Linked DNA regions of Mus musculus: region 2 is linked to region 1. A link is a contact called in public HiCAR-type data. All regions are on one chromosome and are shown on one strand. The core of a region is the stretch at or near the end of the contact, and the rest is flanking DNA. Distances in the headings are between cores, read along the strand shown.

The links. HiCAR-type assays count read pairs that join an accessible place to other places.
Region 2: a contact with region 1 is called in a HiCAR-type map of fibro-adipogenic progenitors, with 5 times the contacts expected there. The contact joins the promoter of 4930467K11Rik here to the enhancer-like site in region 1. A contact is called at or near these places in 1 of 39 promoter capture datasets (hippocampal neurons), 1 of 115 datasets of contacts at active chromatin or transcription factors (fibro-adipogenic progenitors) and 1 of 9 other capture datasets (adipose tissue).

What each region holds. Positions count from the first base shown.
Region 1 is chr10:56,497,950-56,500,649 of GRCm38.p6, forward strand. It overlaps the pseudogene Gm9118. Among named protein-coding and RNA genes, the nearest start is that of Gm36595, 67 kb to the left of the region's middle. Within about 2 kb of position 1,327, at least 8 of the 459 cell types and tissues checked have an H3K27ac peak or open chromatin away from gene starts, as enhancers often do. A contact at or near this core is called in adipose tissue and fibro-adipogenic progenitors, where this site is marked.
Region 2 is chr10:57,485,003-57,487,702 of GRCm38.p6, forward strand. 4930467K11Rik (RIKEN cDNA 4930467K11 gene) reads right to left here and starts at 1,351. Exons shown (of 4, transcript NR_045353.1): 1 at 1,181-1,351; 2 at 37-72. Hsf2 (heat shock factor 2) reads left to right here and starts at 1,383. Exons shown (of 12, transcript NM_008297.3): 1 at 1,383-1,599. The coding sequence starts at 1,507.

The DNA of each region.
Region 1 (2,700 bases), core at 77-2,576:
CCTAAATGGAAAAGACTTAAAACCGTCAACACCTAGATCAAAGGGTCAAGAGTCCTTCAAAAAACAGGAAAAGACTCCTAAAACACCAAAAGGACCTAGTTGTGTAGAAGACATTAAGGCAAAAATGCAAGCAAGTATAGAAAAAGCGCATTGAACATTCCTGGGCACTACTGGTAAATTAAGCCCAAAGATGGGGAAAGAGGAAAAGGAGAAACAAATATAGTACCATCAACAATCCAGACATCTCAATCCCCTTTCCTGATTGGCCATCCATCCCCCCTTGCAGGCTGGAAGCAATCTTGTTTTTCCTAAAGCACTTTTCTTTTACTCTTGTGATGCAGAACTTTACTTCTCTACCACTTGTGCATATGCCTCATTTCTTTGACCATGTTTTAACCTATGTATCCTTAGCTGCTCTCAATAAATTTTTAAATGAATCAAAAAAAAAAAAAAAAAAGAAACCTTTCCTGGTGATGGGTACCACAGACACACACACAGACACAGACACAGACACACACACAGACACAGACACAGACGCACACGAGCGGGCACACACACACACACACACACACACACACACACACACACACAGAGCTGAGCCTGGGAGCTGACATGGACAGTATACCCTTCTATACTTCCTCAAAAGCAAATTTTAATTTCCACGTCCCATTTAAATTGGAACAATAGATGATAGTTGTTATAAATGTATTGTTATAAACAAAATTGCCAAGTAAGTAGATTTTAAGTAGCCTCATCACCACAAAAAGTGATATGAGTATAAAATAATGCATAGGTTATATGTATTATGCACACTGTATGTGCATTAAGTACACATTATATGCATTATGCATATATTATATGCATAATGTTAACTTGATTTAGCCACCTACTACTGCATATATATGTAGATATAACATATATCCAACATACACATATGACATGTACATATATAACACATATATTACATACATATATGATAAGATGACATATACAAAGAACACATACATTTTTGTTAACCAAAAAATGAAGACCAACTTGGCAAAAATATAAATGGAAAATAAGTTGAACATTTGTCCATCTTTTTCATAATGTTCCTAAAACCATATATCTTTCTACTATCATTCTATAAATGGTTTTCCCCTCATGTGTAGCTTAAAAGAATTATGCAACCTTTAAAAACAATCCTGGAAAAATATGACTAGGTTTGTTACATTGGTGATTTTTAAAATTAATTAATCAATTAAAAAAATGAACAGTCATAGCTGTGAATAACACATCCGCAAAGTATATTCACTCACTGTAGCTGGAAATCTGACCGTTCTGAAGGCTGGAATTACTTGGGAGTGGCCAGTCTAGTGTGTCATGGAGTAGATAACCTCACTGTTTCCCTTAAAATCTGCTCCACCCAAAATGCCAAACTGCTTCTAATATGTTCAAATGAAGCCTGCTTTTGTAATAATTGCTAAAATCAGTGAATGAGGGCACATTGCAAAATTCACAGGAACTGTCTGGTTCTCAATGAAATGAGTCGTTTGTGGCAAACAGCTAGGCAGACATCACCCCATGCTTCCATTAGCAAGAGCTGTCAGGAATTCTGGGGATTGTTGTAGATTCTCATGGGGACCTAACTGCTTTAGAGCCAGAAATATTTCCCTTTGTTTCTTCATACTTAGAATTTGCAGGTGACTGTGGTATTGGATCCAAATGTCTCCCTGGAGCATAGAAATGTTTTCATATGAAATACTAACACCAAAAATAGAGAAGGTTTTTTTTTTTTTTTTTTTTTTGGTGCTTTTAACTGCTGAAAATTATAACATTTGAGAGGGAAAAGTGAATTAAATTGCTATGTTAGTTAAACTTTCCCTGTGCCCTAGAAATGTGTTATATTTACCCTGCAAGAAGTCTGTGTTTACGTTTCTTTAAATGAATTTAGAACACAGTGTTACTTTTCTCATCCTTTATATCACTGTGCATCAAGTATTTCTTCCTATGTTATTCAAGAGAAGTATTTCCTATAATAACTAGGATGCTTATTCTGCCCCAGCAGTGGCAGCCTCTCTCTCTTTTTTGGCTGCTGTCTGACAGGGTCTTTCCTCGGGTGTCCTCAGCTTGTGTTCCTTGTGACTCAATTTCCCAAGTGCTGGAAGTGTAGGTGTGAGCCAGCAAGCTCTGCTACTGACCACTGTTCAAAATGTTTCCTTTAAACATCTTTATTTTTTTTTTCTTTTAAAGCCCCTTCCCTCCCTCCTTCTCTTTCTTCTGCAGCATTGGGAATCAGATGTACTGTGATCCTCTGCATATTAAGCAAGCACTCTGTCTCTAACTGCATGACCAGCTCTCCTTTTGAATCCCACTAAGTTGTTCAGAATGCCAATGAACTTACTCTGTAGTGAAAGAAACCTTTGGACTTGGTGATCCTCCTGTCTCAGCACCCCATGTAGCTGGTATTTAATTTCCTATATCTCAATCATGACAAGATTATGATGGGAAATTTGTTTATCATCACCACTTTGGACATATTTACTCTTTTTTTTTAAATTTCTTAATTAGGATACATTCCTCTGTCTCTACTGAATAAACACTTGCAACATTGTCAACAAAGATTTCCAGTAAGTCTTAGCAATACTGTCTACACATAAACTCCACCTTTAATGGGTACACATGCCTGTGGAAATGGTAAGAGAGGCCTAAGAGACAATC
Region 2 (2,700 bases), core at 101-2,600, 990 kb after region 1:
GCTTTGTGTAACTGGTTGAATAGAATTTGTACCAACCTGAATCAGACCCTTTGAAGCTTCCTCTTTGGGTTGCTGTGAGGATTAAATAGGATAAGACATGCAAAGCCCTTGTCACATAAGACCTCATCAAATATTAGTCTTTTTTTTTAAAATCACAGTTACCCCATCATATATCCCCATCATATATCCAAACAGTGCTGTATGACTGTGTTCAGTATATGCTTACTGAAAAAGTTGTCTGTCTGTCTATCTATCTATCTATCTATCTATCTATCTATCTATCTATCTATATTTCTTGCCATTAGCCCAGGATACCTGGAGCTCACTATTTAACCCAGGTTGACCTCCACTGCTCCACAGTTCTACCTCAGCCTCCAGAGTGCTTGACTTACAGATTCCAGACACTATGATCAGCTATTAAGTAACAAACAAAACAAAACAACAACAAAAAAAGTTTTTTAAAAAATCTTTTTTTCAGAGATCCACGTTATTATAGCTACTCTTCACGGGTAGAAAGTCTTATTGTCAATGAAGAAATGGGAAATTTCGCTCAAGAAGCTGTTCCGAATCACATTTTGCCTGAGGAAACCCCTGTGAGGTACATGCAGAACAATCATTTTGACTCAGATACTCTAAAACTAGACTCGTTGCTTTTGAACTGGGCTTATGACAGGCACCTGATGCTTGCTGAGTTGAGAAAAGCATATAAGATGCTCTTAACAGATGCTGGCTCCTAATAGTACACACACACACACACACACACACACACACACACACACACAATAGCAAGTACTTCACAAATAGGGAACTATTATTCATGCTTCAGGTTTTGATAAAACTGTCCTTAAATGAGCTATTTTTCTCCCCATGAAAAATGTATAGAAAAGCTCATTGTCTTTAAGATAGTTTCAACCAGGGGCCTAGCACATCTGCTCACAAGCAGCTCACTGCCCCATGTGATGTATTCCTTCCTTTAGATTGGAGCAAATTACTCTTCGCCGGTCAAACTTATGAGTCAACTGCCCTTGGGCTTCTCTGCACTCTGCCAGCCACAGCCGGTGCACCCAAACCCTTTCCATGCGAATCCACTAAACAAGGTTTCCCTGGACCCAATATCATTCCCTAAGAGAGTACCCTGCCTAAAAGGTAACAGAGAAGGCTGAACCACTCTTGGGCCCACCCCTCCTCGCGGCAGCAGCCAATCGCTTTGCTCTGTAGTGCATCCGAAGCCTTGGATTGGACTCGCTGAGACCGGGCGCGGGAGTAGAGCGCAGGGGTGGAGCGCGAAGCCTTGTCCATCACGTGCGGCCGCGGGGTCTCTCCGCCTTCACCGCGCGCCCCGCGGCGCCGAGGGGGCGGAGCCCGAGATCCGCCGCGCCTGCGTGGTGTGCGTTCCCCGGAGCAGCAGCTGCTGCCACCGCCGCTGCTGCCGCCGCCGCCGCCGCCGCCGCCGCTGCGACCTCCGCGTTCGGTAGTAGAATTTGGAATCCCTGCACCGGGCTAACAATGAAGCAGAGTTCCAACGTGCCGGCTTTCCTCAGCAAGCTGTGGACGCTTGTGGAGGAAACCCACACCAACGAGTTCATCACCTGGAGTCAGGTAGGGTCGGGGACGCGGTGGCCTCGGGTCCCCCTTGTCGAACCGGCTCGGCTCGGCTCGGCTCGTTTCGGCTCGGCTCGGCTGGGCTGGGTTGGGCTGGGCTGGGCTGGGCTCGGCTTCTCCCGCGGCCTGCGGCGGCGCGCGGCCTCCCCACCTCGCGCGGACCCCCGGCTTTGTGTGCGCGGCGAGCCGGGCCCCGCAGGCTCCGTTCTCCTCCGGCCGCGCGCCGTGGGGGAGGGGCGCCCTGGTAACGGTCCCGCCGGCCCGGGGAGCTCGGAACCGGCCCCGGCGGCGCGTTCTGCACACTCATCCTCAGTCGTCTGCTCGCCGCGGGGCGCGGAGGTCGCGGAGCCCCGGGAGAGCGGGCGAGCGGGCTAGTGAGCGAGCACAGGTCTTATCTAAAGAAATCACCTCCGCGGGGATTGCTTGCCCTGGCGTCTGGGATCTTTTATGATGATAATGGGAAAATGTGCAGACTCCGACTGCTCTTGCCTTGAGCTTTTAAATTTTATTTATGTATTTTATTTATGTAGTTTTAACATAGAAATTTCCCAGTTATTGTTTTGAGACTGGGTCGTTTCTTTAAAATAATTCAAGTAAAAGTGCCTGTAGACTATGCTTAGTAACTTAGCGGCTTGGAGTTAAAAACCGAGTCGTTAAATTTCACAGAATAGTTGCCGGCATAGTGGTTTGTGGTTGCCTTGATCAGTTTGATCCAGATCCTCCTTATAAATAAAGATGACCTTAATCAAGCCCGGTATCTTGCCTGGTCTAAGTTATGTGTTAGATTGATGCGTTGCCTAGGTGACCCAAGACCCCCTCCCCCCAGTTCCACACAAAGATTCTTTGCAGAGTGATTCTTTACATCACTTGTGCCTTTCCTTTGCTAGACTCGCAATGCTTGGATTGTTCAAATCTCTTCATGAAGGGGATCGGCTCCTCTTACTGGAGTTGATGACTTATTCAGGGTATTTTCATGTTCACAGTTTTTGAGATGAGTAAGTGGGAAATACCTAGCTATATGTCAAATAAATGTTATCTCCTCCGTTTCATTTGTGCCCTTTTCTGTTGTTAAAACTAGTTTTCACCCTTGCCTGCTTT